Linked DNA regions of Capra hircus: all the other regions are linked to region 1. A link is a contact called in public Hi-C data. All regions are on one chromosome and are shown on one strand. Each heading gives the region's core, a stretch centred on a gene start, on an enhancer-like site or on the middle of the called end of the contact. The rest is flanking DNA. Distances are from core to core; before and after follow the strand shown.

Region 1 (3,256 bases), core at 160-2,659:
CCCCTCCCACTCCAAAAGTGTCTGGGCCTCAAATAATCTTTTCCTTTCTTTTTACTAATAGTTCCCTTGCCCCATCCTTCTCTCATAGAAACCGTCCATTTGGTACCACCCGTTGGAGTGCCTTTTAGATGCGAGGTGAGGTGCTGCCCTGCTTCCGAATCACTGAATAAAACCAATTAGATCTTCAGTTTTACTCCGTGGCATTTTGTTTTTTAACACAGGCATGTTGCGAGGTTTAAATAAAGTGATACAAGTAGGCAGCGTACAGTACTGGTCCATAGTGAGCTCACAGTAAAGGTAAGCTATTTTTGGGGGCATTGAGTCTGGGCTTCCCTCGTAGCTCAGTCGGTAACGAATCCGGTTGCAAAGCAGGAATCAAGCAGGCATCCGCTTATTTGCCAGAGACCAAGGTTCGATTCCTGGGTCTGGAAGATCCCCTGGAGACGGAAATGGCAACCCACGCCAGTATTCTTGCCTGGAAAATCCCATGGACAGAGGAGCCTGACGTGCTACTGTCCATGGGGTCGCAAGAGTCGGACACGAACACGACTTGGCGACTAAACCACTCACCGTCCCTCAGCAGACATCCTACTTTGGGGGCCCGTCGTGGACACGTCCTCGAAGCACTGTGAAATCACCAGGGTCCAACAGTGACCCCGTGTGGCCATATTAGAAACAGCAGCCGCAGAAAGAAGGCCTGAGTTGCCAGAAACGATGCGATCCCTGTGTTCATTTCTCGTGGTGTCCCGTGACCAGACTGTCCCCTGGCAGAAGCATGTTCCTGGGATTCTTGAACGACCTGACAGACAGACTCAGGGAAGGGGTAATGGGCGCTCCCGACCTGAAAAGAAAAGCCTGAGCGATTACTTTAAATGTTGACAGATGATGACCTCATAGGTACACGTGAATGGTGGAGTTAGTCATCATTTCTACAGAAACTGCCAAGGATCAGTGGATCTCCTTGCACAATATAACCATGAGACAGCACTTTGGCAGTTATGTGTGTCCCTGATAAACCCTGACAAATTCTGATACTGGATTTCAGTGAGTGGTTTCGTTGGGCTGTAACTACCCCAAAGGCCCTCTGATGCAGGCTGGAGTTTATGTAATGAGCACATTGAATATACTTAACAACTGGCTTGTCAGGTGATCGATTTTCATGTTTCATCGATTGTGTTTCACAGAACATCATGTCGACCTTAATTGTCTGGTCTCTACAATCTATTCAAAAGGATTAACTAAAAGATAATATGAATTAAATCTTTTTTAATTGGAGGATTAAAATTACAATATTGCGATGGCTTTTTGCCAAGCACCAACATCAATCAGCATTAGGTACTCACATGTCCCCTCGCTCTTGAACCCCCCTCCCACCTCCCTCCCCTTCTCATCCCTCTAGGTGGTCACAGAGCGCTGGCTTTGGGTTCCCTGCATCATACTGCAAATTCCCGCCAGCTATCTATTTTAGATAGGGTAACGTACATGTATGTTTCAGTGCTATTCTCTCATATCATCCCACCCTCCCCTTCCCCTCTGCTGTGTCCAGAATGTCTTTGCTGCCTTGCAAGTAGGATCGTCAGTAAGAGAACGTTTTTAAAAGAAGCTTTTACTTTTTTAAGTAGACAGCATCTAGAACTACAGAACCTCAAGTAACAGTTGGAAAAATGGCCATAAACCATCAAAACCATCAAAAGATATGGATATGAAAGGTCAGTTTGAATTGGAATAAATTCAGAACATGTAATTTTAAAACTTTATAAGATTTTTTTCAATGTAGTACTTAGCCCACCAGGGTCCTCCGTCCATGAGATTCTCCAGGTAAGAATACTGGAGTGGGTTGCCATTTCCTTTCTCCAGGGGATCTTCCCAACCTAGGGATCGGATCGAACCCAGGTCTCCTGCATTGCAGGCAAACGTTTTAACCTCTGAGCCACCAGGGAAGCCACCCAAGAATGTATATAGTAACTTCAAATACCAAGTTATATGGAAGATCTAAAATGCTTAAAGGTACATACTTCCTTTCTCCCCCCAGATACACATCGTTAAAAACAAAAGGTAAAGATGCGAAAGGCAGACAGTGAAAGTAAGTTGTCTCCTCCACCCCACCCCCCCCACAGCCCCATTAGATCTTCAATTAATCTCCTCAGAGGCAAGCTATAGATATGAGATATTTTATATTTTTAATGAAGGAGTGTTTTGAATCTTTAAAATAAAATTTAGAGTTATAATGTTTGAAAATGTTTAAAAGTTCAAAAGCTACACAAGGCAAAAAAAAAAAAAAAAAATCCGCCTTCCATACTTGCCTTCCACCCTTTCAGTCTCATCTCCAAAATCGATCAAGGCTACCAGATTTTCTGTGTATCCTTCCAGAGGTAGTCTGCACACACACCAGCAAATGGGTGTGTTTTGTGTCCTACCCACTGGTTGCTCCACTTGCAATTTTAATAATGTATCTCTCTTTAAATTTTTTTTTTAATTGAAGTACAGTTGATTTACAATGCTGTGTTAGTTTCTGATATATAGCAAAATGACTCAGTTCCACACACAGAGATATCTTCTTTTTCATATTCTTTTCCATTAAGGTTTATTATAGGATATTGAATTAGCAATGTATCTTGAAGATCATTCCAGATCAGTAGATAAAGAGCCTCCTCTTTCATTTAGATCATTTGTTACCTCTTCCACTAAGAGCAAGTATGTCTCTACTATACATTTCTAGAAGTAGAATTGCTGGATCAAAGATTATATGGATTTAAATTTCTGAGAAGTATAGATAAACTATCTGAAGAACATTTCTAAAATTCAACTGGTTCAAAGAAATTCACACATAGTTGACATTTAGTTTTCATTGCGAAGTCCAGTTTCATAAACAATGGAAAGGTACCTTTAGTCTCATCTCTGTCCAAATTATCTTAATTCCAGATTGGTAGAAGATTAACAAATTCTTTGTCTTCAGACATATAAAATTATAATGAAATTTCTGTAAGGGAGCCAATGGAAGCAAGTGACAATTACACCGAATGGAAATGAAAAGTAATATGCCAGTTTATGAGCAGATGCCCTGTGTTAGCGCAAGTGTTTTAAAATTTTGGTTCATAATTCGATGAATTGTGAACCTATTATGTTCTTAGTGCTAGAGGAACAAGGATGATTGAGTTACAATTCTTATAACAGCAAGCTGCTCACAGTCTTGAGAGAGAGAGAGTGTTCATGTACCGTGCTTGCCTATTCCTGTGGCCCACCCCTCCCTCACAAC
Region 2 (3,039 bases), core at 266-2,765, 99 kb before region 1:
GCTGCAGGCTATAGTCCTTGGGGTTGCAAAGAGTCAGGCACAACTAAGCAACTAACACTTTCACTTTCTTCAGTATTATCTGTGCCTTTTTGTGACAACAGGGAAAAGTCAAGGTTAGGATGGTTGAGATACTGCTTCTGTTGTGATTTCTCCTTTTCCTCCCAATAGACCTTTGCTGAAGGGAGAATTTTAAGTTCATGAAGACAAGTTATGAGTCTCTAGTGACCCATCAGACTTAGTCTCTCTCATTTATTTGGGGTGCTAGGAATGATACTCATCGAATATGTGTCCAGCCAAAACTACTACTCTTCAAGTCTCTGGCATGAGCCTAAACAATCCCCAAGCTGAAAGTAATCATGGTTAACATTTGCTGAGCACCTACTGCGTGCCTGGTCCTGTGCTGAGTCCTCTGCATGCATATTTAATGCTGCAAGAAGTCTTTAAGGTGCTGTTAACATCACATCCAGGACTTCCCTGCTGGTGATAAGAACCTGCCTTTCAATGCAGGAGACGGGAGACACAGGTTTAATCTCTGGTCGGGAAACTAAGATCCCCCATGCTGCTGGGCAACTAAGCCTGAGTGCTGCAATTAAGACCTGATGCAGCCAAATAAATAACTGTTTAAAAAAATAGTTGTATATCACATCCATTTCATGGTAAATGGAGAGGGTTATTTAGATCATGCTCCCAGTATCAGTAGATTTGGGTTCAAGTCCAGGCCTAATTAACCTCTACATGATACCAGCCCCTCAAGACCAATAAACTGCCATGAAAAACATTTTTTTTTAACACTTCATGGAATTTTCCTGTAACACAACAAGGAGGTTTTCAGGGGCTCGTGGGCAAAGCTGATCTTGGAGCTTTTCTGCTATCTGCTTGCTATGAGACCTCCAAGAGGCCAAATCACGTGGCCTTTTTATAGCAGGCTGTTATGGCACTGTAGATAAGCTGTTTCGACAGAGTCGGGAAATGGAATATTTATCCTTGGGTGTGAAACCCTTTACACGTATGGATCACGTTAAGCCAACATGATATCTTGGATGTAGGAAACTGGGCTCAAGTAAAGAAGTGCCTTATTATATTAATCAACACACACACACACATATATACACATATGTATATATATAAAATACAGAACTTTTTCAAAATACTTCCTCTGATTCCTCTTTTGGGTCTCAGAACTGAGCTGGGAGCTAGAAGAGAGGTATTATTATCCCTTTCTTATATACACTAGTTAATGGCTCTGTGCAGGACCATCCTTGTGGCCAGCCTTGTAGTCACACAAGGCTTAGCACTCTGAGGTCTCAGAACTTGAGGACTAATTTATTACCAATTAATATTCTTAGCAGTTTGGTCTTGGATTTGTGTTTCGTCAGGGAAGTCCAGGAGGATGAGAAAGATGTCTGGGGGGCTGGAGTCACCTTCTGTCCACCCCTGCTGCCTCTCTGCCCCCACCGAGTTCTTGGCTACCCGCTCCCTGGCTGCCACCCCCCACCAACCCTACTGTCTGCCACCCCCATCCTGGACACAGGCCTGCAAAGGGCCAAGCTGCAAGGCATACACAGTTCGCCCTGTCACTCGGTGGGGTCTGGGGGTCTGTGAGTCTGAACTCATCTTCCAAGTGTCCTTGTGTTTAAGGGAGTGAGACCTTAAACTGAAACTACAAAGCACCACAGCAGGTGGAGAGGGAGGCTCCCAGGGAAAGAAAATAGCTTTTCCCCTGCTTTCAGGACAAGAAGTCCCACTTTTTCATTTTGCACTGGGCCCTACAAGTCATGTAGCCAGCCCTGGTTCTGTGAATTGCTCAAGAGTCCAAAATCAGTGTAGACATACGAGGGTCTCCTACAATGCTTTCCACTGCATTAGGCTAGAAAGTAGCCAGTGTCTTACAAAAGAATTCAGTAGGTTTCCTCAAGGAGTAGTCTCCTTTGGGGGCATTTCAAAGCCAGATTCTCTTGGGGGAAGTCATGAAGCGTTAGTCACTCAGTAGTGTCCGACTCTTTGTGAGCCCATGTGCTGTAGCCCACCAGACTCCTCTATCCATGGATTTTCCAGGGAAGAATGCTGGAATGGGTAGCCACTTCCTATTCCAGGGAATGAAACCCAATCCAGGGATCAAATCCAGGGGTCTACATTGCAGGCAGACCCTTTACCATCTGAGCCACCAGGGAAACTTTCTGTTGGCAGGGGCAGGGGTGGGGTGTGTGTGTGGTGGGGAACATCCACTTCTGATTCCATGTTGGAACTGTTTTTTTAAACTTATTTCTCATTGCTTTTGTCATTATAATCATACATAATGGTCTGCCTCAGAAAATCCTGCCCCTCTGTCTATTAAAGTGTTTTGTTCAGGACCCTGTCCACATATAGAGGCTAAGAAGGAAGAAATTAACACATCCTCTGCCTGAGGCTTGCCATTCTAGGAAATGCTTGCAACATTAATGACCTTTTTACTTTTCCTCACCTCCCTGTCTCTGATCCAGATGCAGATAAAATGGTTATTTCGAGACATTACTCTGCCATTTTCTCCGTCAACCAGCTTTCCAACACATTCGTATTCCTTGCCTCGGTACCTCGTCTCCGATTTATTGGCCTGTTGGGTAGCAAGCAGAGTCAGCTTGGACTCGGTAACAATTCTGAGAATAAAAATGCATGTGTACGTACCTAGGATGGCTGTCCTTCAGGGCAGGGATCCTTGTTTTGGCTTGTATCCCAAATGCCCACATCAAGACCTTGCACATGGTTGATGCTCAAAAAATATTTGTTGAATAAATGAATGAAAGACTGCAGAAATCCATCTCTAGGGAGGTGTTCTGCAGAGGCAGGGCCTGTGTCTTGCCTTCTTCTCCTCTCTGAACAAAGGACAAGGCTGAGTACTAGAGGGAAACCAAGTTCATTCTTGCTAGAGGATCAGTGGTTATCCGATTGAAAAGGCAAAAAATCAACAGACCGTCTTTTCATCCAGGGACATCTTTACATGTCTCTGCCCCCCCAACAGTCACCAGGGGCCCCAAATAACACCATGACCATGCCCTAAAGTTC
Region 3 (3,128 bases), core at 592-3,091, 120 kb before region 1:
TTCTTCCAGCTTCTACATTCCTGTGCAAAATTGCTGGTATCAACTTTATTTTTAATCAATATTTGTTAAAAAAATTTATTAACTCCACATATATAACTGTAGATTTACATAAATATCATCATCAAAACATCAGCAAAAACATCATCTATCTATTATTGATAGACTTCTTTGGAAGTTGATTAACTCACAAAACACACATACACTTTAGCCTTGGAATCCTTAAGTACTTTCTTTTAGATTCTAATTTTTCTGTTTTTAATTTTATCACTGTATTCATACCAAAGTTTTTAATGACATAACACCTTTTGATGTCAATGAGGAACTAGTTTTTCTTATAGCAATGTTTAATAATCATGCAAGAAGTGAAGTGTTTGTATGACTCAGAATATGTATAGTCTATCCTGGTGAACGAGCTTCCCTCATTGCTCAGTTGGTAAGGAATCGACCTGTAATGCAGGAGACTCTGCTTTATACAGAAAATACAGAATAAATGCTCAATTTTTACCTTGTTATTTACAGCAAAATAAAAATGAGTTGTTCCCGTAGTATCTTTGAGAGGACTTTCAATTCCTTGGTCTGGAAGATCCCCTAGAGAAGGGATAGGCTACTCACTCTAGTGTTCTTGGGCTTCCCATGTGGCTCAGCTGGTAAAGAATCTGCCTGCAATGTGGGAGACCTGGGTTTGATCCCTGGGTTGGGAAGATTCCCTACCCACTCCAGTATTCTGGCCTGGAGAATTCCATGGACTGTCCATGGGGTCACAAAGAGTCAGACATGACTGCATGGAAAAAAAAAGAAAAAATCTTGATGAATATTCTATGAACACTTTCAGTTTATTTTTTTATCATATATTTTATTCTGTTTGTATCATAATTTATTGTACAAATATCTTTGACTCTCACTAGGGATTAGGTTCCTTGGAAGCAATGACCTTTTTTGATTCATATTTTATTTCCCTGAACTGAACTTAGTGCCAGACACACAGGAGGTGCCCAAGAAATGTTTATTAAATAGTCTTGCTCTTTAATCTGTAATACTTCTTGCATGATTATTAAACATGCCTGAGTCTGAGTTGGTGATGGACAGGGAGGCCTGGCGTGCTGCGATTCATGGGGTCGCAAAGAGTCGGACACGACTGAACGACTGAACTGAACTGAACTGAGCATCAGAATATCTACCCATGTTGAAAGCTACATGAACTGTGCTCTTATTTTTTCTGCTTTTTAATTTTTAACAAAGAACATTTTCCCAAAAGAAAATTTCTACTTTTCCCCAAATTGTCTGGCACATAAGAAATAGTTGTTCAATTTAGCTCTGTAAACAACTGGCATAGGGGTGTTTGGGAAGGTGGGGGAAGGGAGATATTTAAACAATCACAACGAAGGAAAAATCCCAAGATAAATGAAAGTGCCCCCAAGAATTTCTTGCAGGTAATTTCAATGTATACTTGACCAGGCCCCCTGATCTATGTTTAAGTGTTATTAACTATTTGTTCTGACTTCAGCAGGATAAATAGAGAAGGGCTTTTCATCTGGTTTTATGACAGGTCTTTCAGGCCTAGATCGACAGAGAATTCTCTCTCCAGTACTCTTGCCTGGAAAATCCCATGGACGGAGGAGCCTGGAAGGCTGCAGTCCATGGGGTCTCTGAGGGTCAGACACGACTGAGTGACTCTACTTTCACTTTTCACTTTCATGCACTGGAGAGGGAAATGGCGACCCACTCCAGTGTTCTTGCCTGGAAAATCCCAGGGACGGCGGAGCCTGGTGGGTGCCGTCTATGGCGTCGCACAGAGTCGGACACGACTGAAGCGACTTAGCAGCAGCAGCACTCGCAGTGGGGGCAGTCCTGGGCCAGAGGCACCAAGCAGCTGCTGCATCCGGGAAACCTCAGCAGAGCCGGTTCCGGCCGAGTGAGCACACTGCCACCTCCTGGTAGGAATGGGGAAATGCAGATCATTCGGGCCCCGAAGGCATCACCTTGATAAGATGCTGATAGGGAGTCCGCCTGAAGGTCAGACACATCTCCACCCCACACGGGTAGCAGACAACCCGGAGCCCTGAGTACACAGCTCTGCGTGCACTCTGAGAGACTATTCTACACAGAGACACAGCAGTGGACAAAACAGACCGAAATCCCTGCTCCCGTGGAGCATAAATTCTAGTGGGGAGACAGGCACGCAACAAACTCAATAAATACGCAAATTATTTATATAGAAGAAAGCATTAATGCAAAACCAGGAAAGGGGGCAAGACAAGGAAGTGGGGGCTGCCATTTTACGTAGAGGGTCCGAGAAGGCCTCCTTTCTTGGCGGGGGGTGGGGGGTGGGGGGGGGGAAGGTGGGAGGGGATATCATGTCAAGAGGAAGCCTGAAATGTGGGAGTCGGTCCTCCAAGGGTGTCACAGGTGTCTTGTGGAGCAGGCAGGGCTCTGTGCCCCAGAAAGCCCAGCACAAAGGGCTGTAAACAGGGGGACATGAAACCACTTTGCCTAGAAGCCACGCAGACAGATGAGAGGCCCTGTAGGCTTCTGACAAGTCAAGTGGTCCCGACGAGTTTCTAGCTTTGGTAACCTCATTTTCTTCTTCTATAAAAAGGGATCTGAGTTCATATCATCACAACGTTTCTGAGATAAGTGGGTGTGTGTTAGTTACTCAGTCGCGTCTGACTCTTTGTGACCCCCTGGACTGTAGCCCACAAAGGCTCCTCTATCCATGGGATTCTCCAGTCAAGAATACTGGGAATGGATTGCCATTCCCTTCTCCAGAGGATCTTCTCGACCAGGGATCAAACCCAGGTGATATCCAGAGATAAGTGGGTAATGAGATAAAAGCGCGTTGTCCAAGCTCAGTAAATCATAGTCTTTTTGAAAATGAAGTCTCTCTTCTACAAACATTTCCCCATCACTTTCTCTGGCAGGGGGTGGTCTCCTTCCAGGGAAGGCGCATGAAGCCCACCTTTGAGATTCAAATCTTCAGATTGACAGAGAATTGGAAACACCCATTCAAAGCCTTCCAGCTGCTCTGGCTTGCAAGCTAGTTGGGATTGATGGGTGGGGCTTGGGGTACAGCAGCTCAAATCCGGATCTCAGTTCCCTATCCTGGAATCAAGCCCAGACTGTGGCAAATC

Evidence for each region. A called contact is a pair of places that touch in the nucleus more often than the background predicts.
Region 2: a contact with region 1 is called in a Hi-C map of liver, with 4 times the contacts expected there. The contact joins two enhancer-like sites. A contact is called at or near these places in 3 of 5 Hi-C or Micro-C datasets (blood and liver).
Region 3: a Hi-C map of blood shows a contact between it and region 1, with 2.3 times the contacts expected there. The contact joins two enhancer-like sites. A contact is called at or near these places in 2 of 5 Hi-C or Micro-C datasets (both in blood).

What each region holds. Positions count from the first base shown.
Region 1 is chr13:34,633,489-34,636,744 of ARS1.2, reverse strand. No RefSeq gene overlaps it. Among named protein-coding and RNA genes, the nearest start is that of MTPAP, 8.1 kb to the right of the region's middle. Within about 2 kb of position 1,409, at least 4 of the 5 cell types and tissues checked have an H3K27ac peak or open chromatin away from gene starts, as enhancers often do.
Region 2 is chr13:34,732,572-34,735,610 of ARS1.2, reverse strand. No RefSeq gene overlaps it. Among named protein-coding and RNA genes, the nearest start is that of TRNAW-CCA, 30 kb to the right of the region's middle. Within about 2 kb of position 1,515, at least 1 of the 5 cell types and tissues checked has an H3K27ac peak or open chromatin away from gene starts, as enhancers often do.
Region 3 is chr13:34,755,519-34,758,646 of ARS1.2, reverse strand. No RefSeq gene overlaps it. Among named protein-coding and RNA genes, the nearest start is that of TRNAW-CCA, 53 kb to the right of the region's middle. Within about 2 kb of position 1,841, at least 1 of the 5 cell types and tissues checked has an H3K27ac peak or open chromatin away from gene starts, as enhancers often do.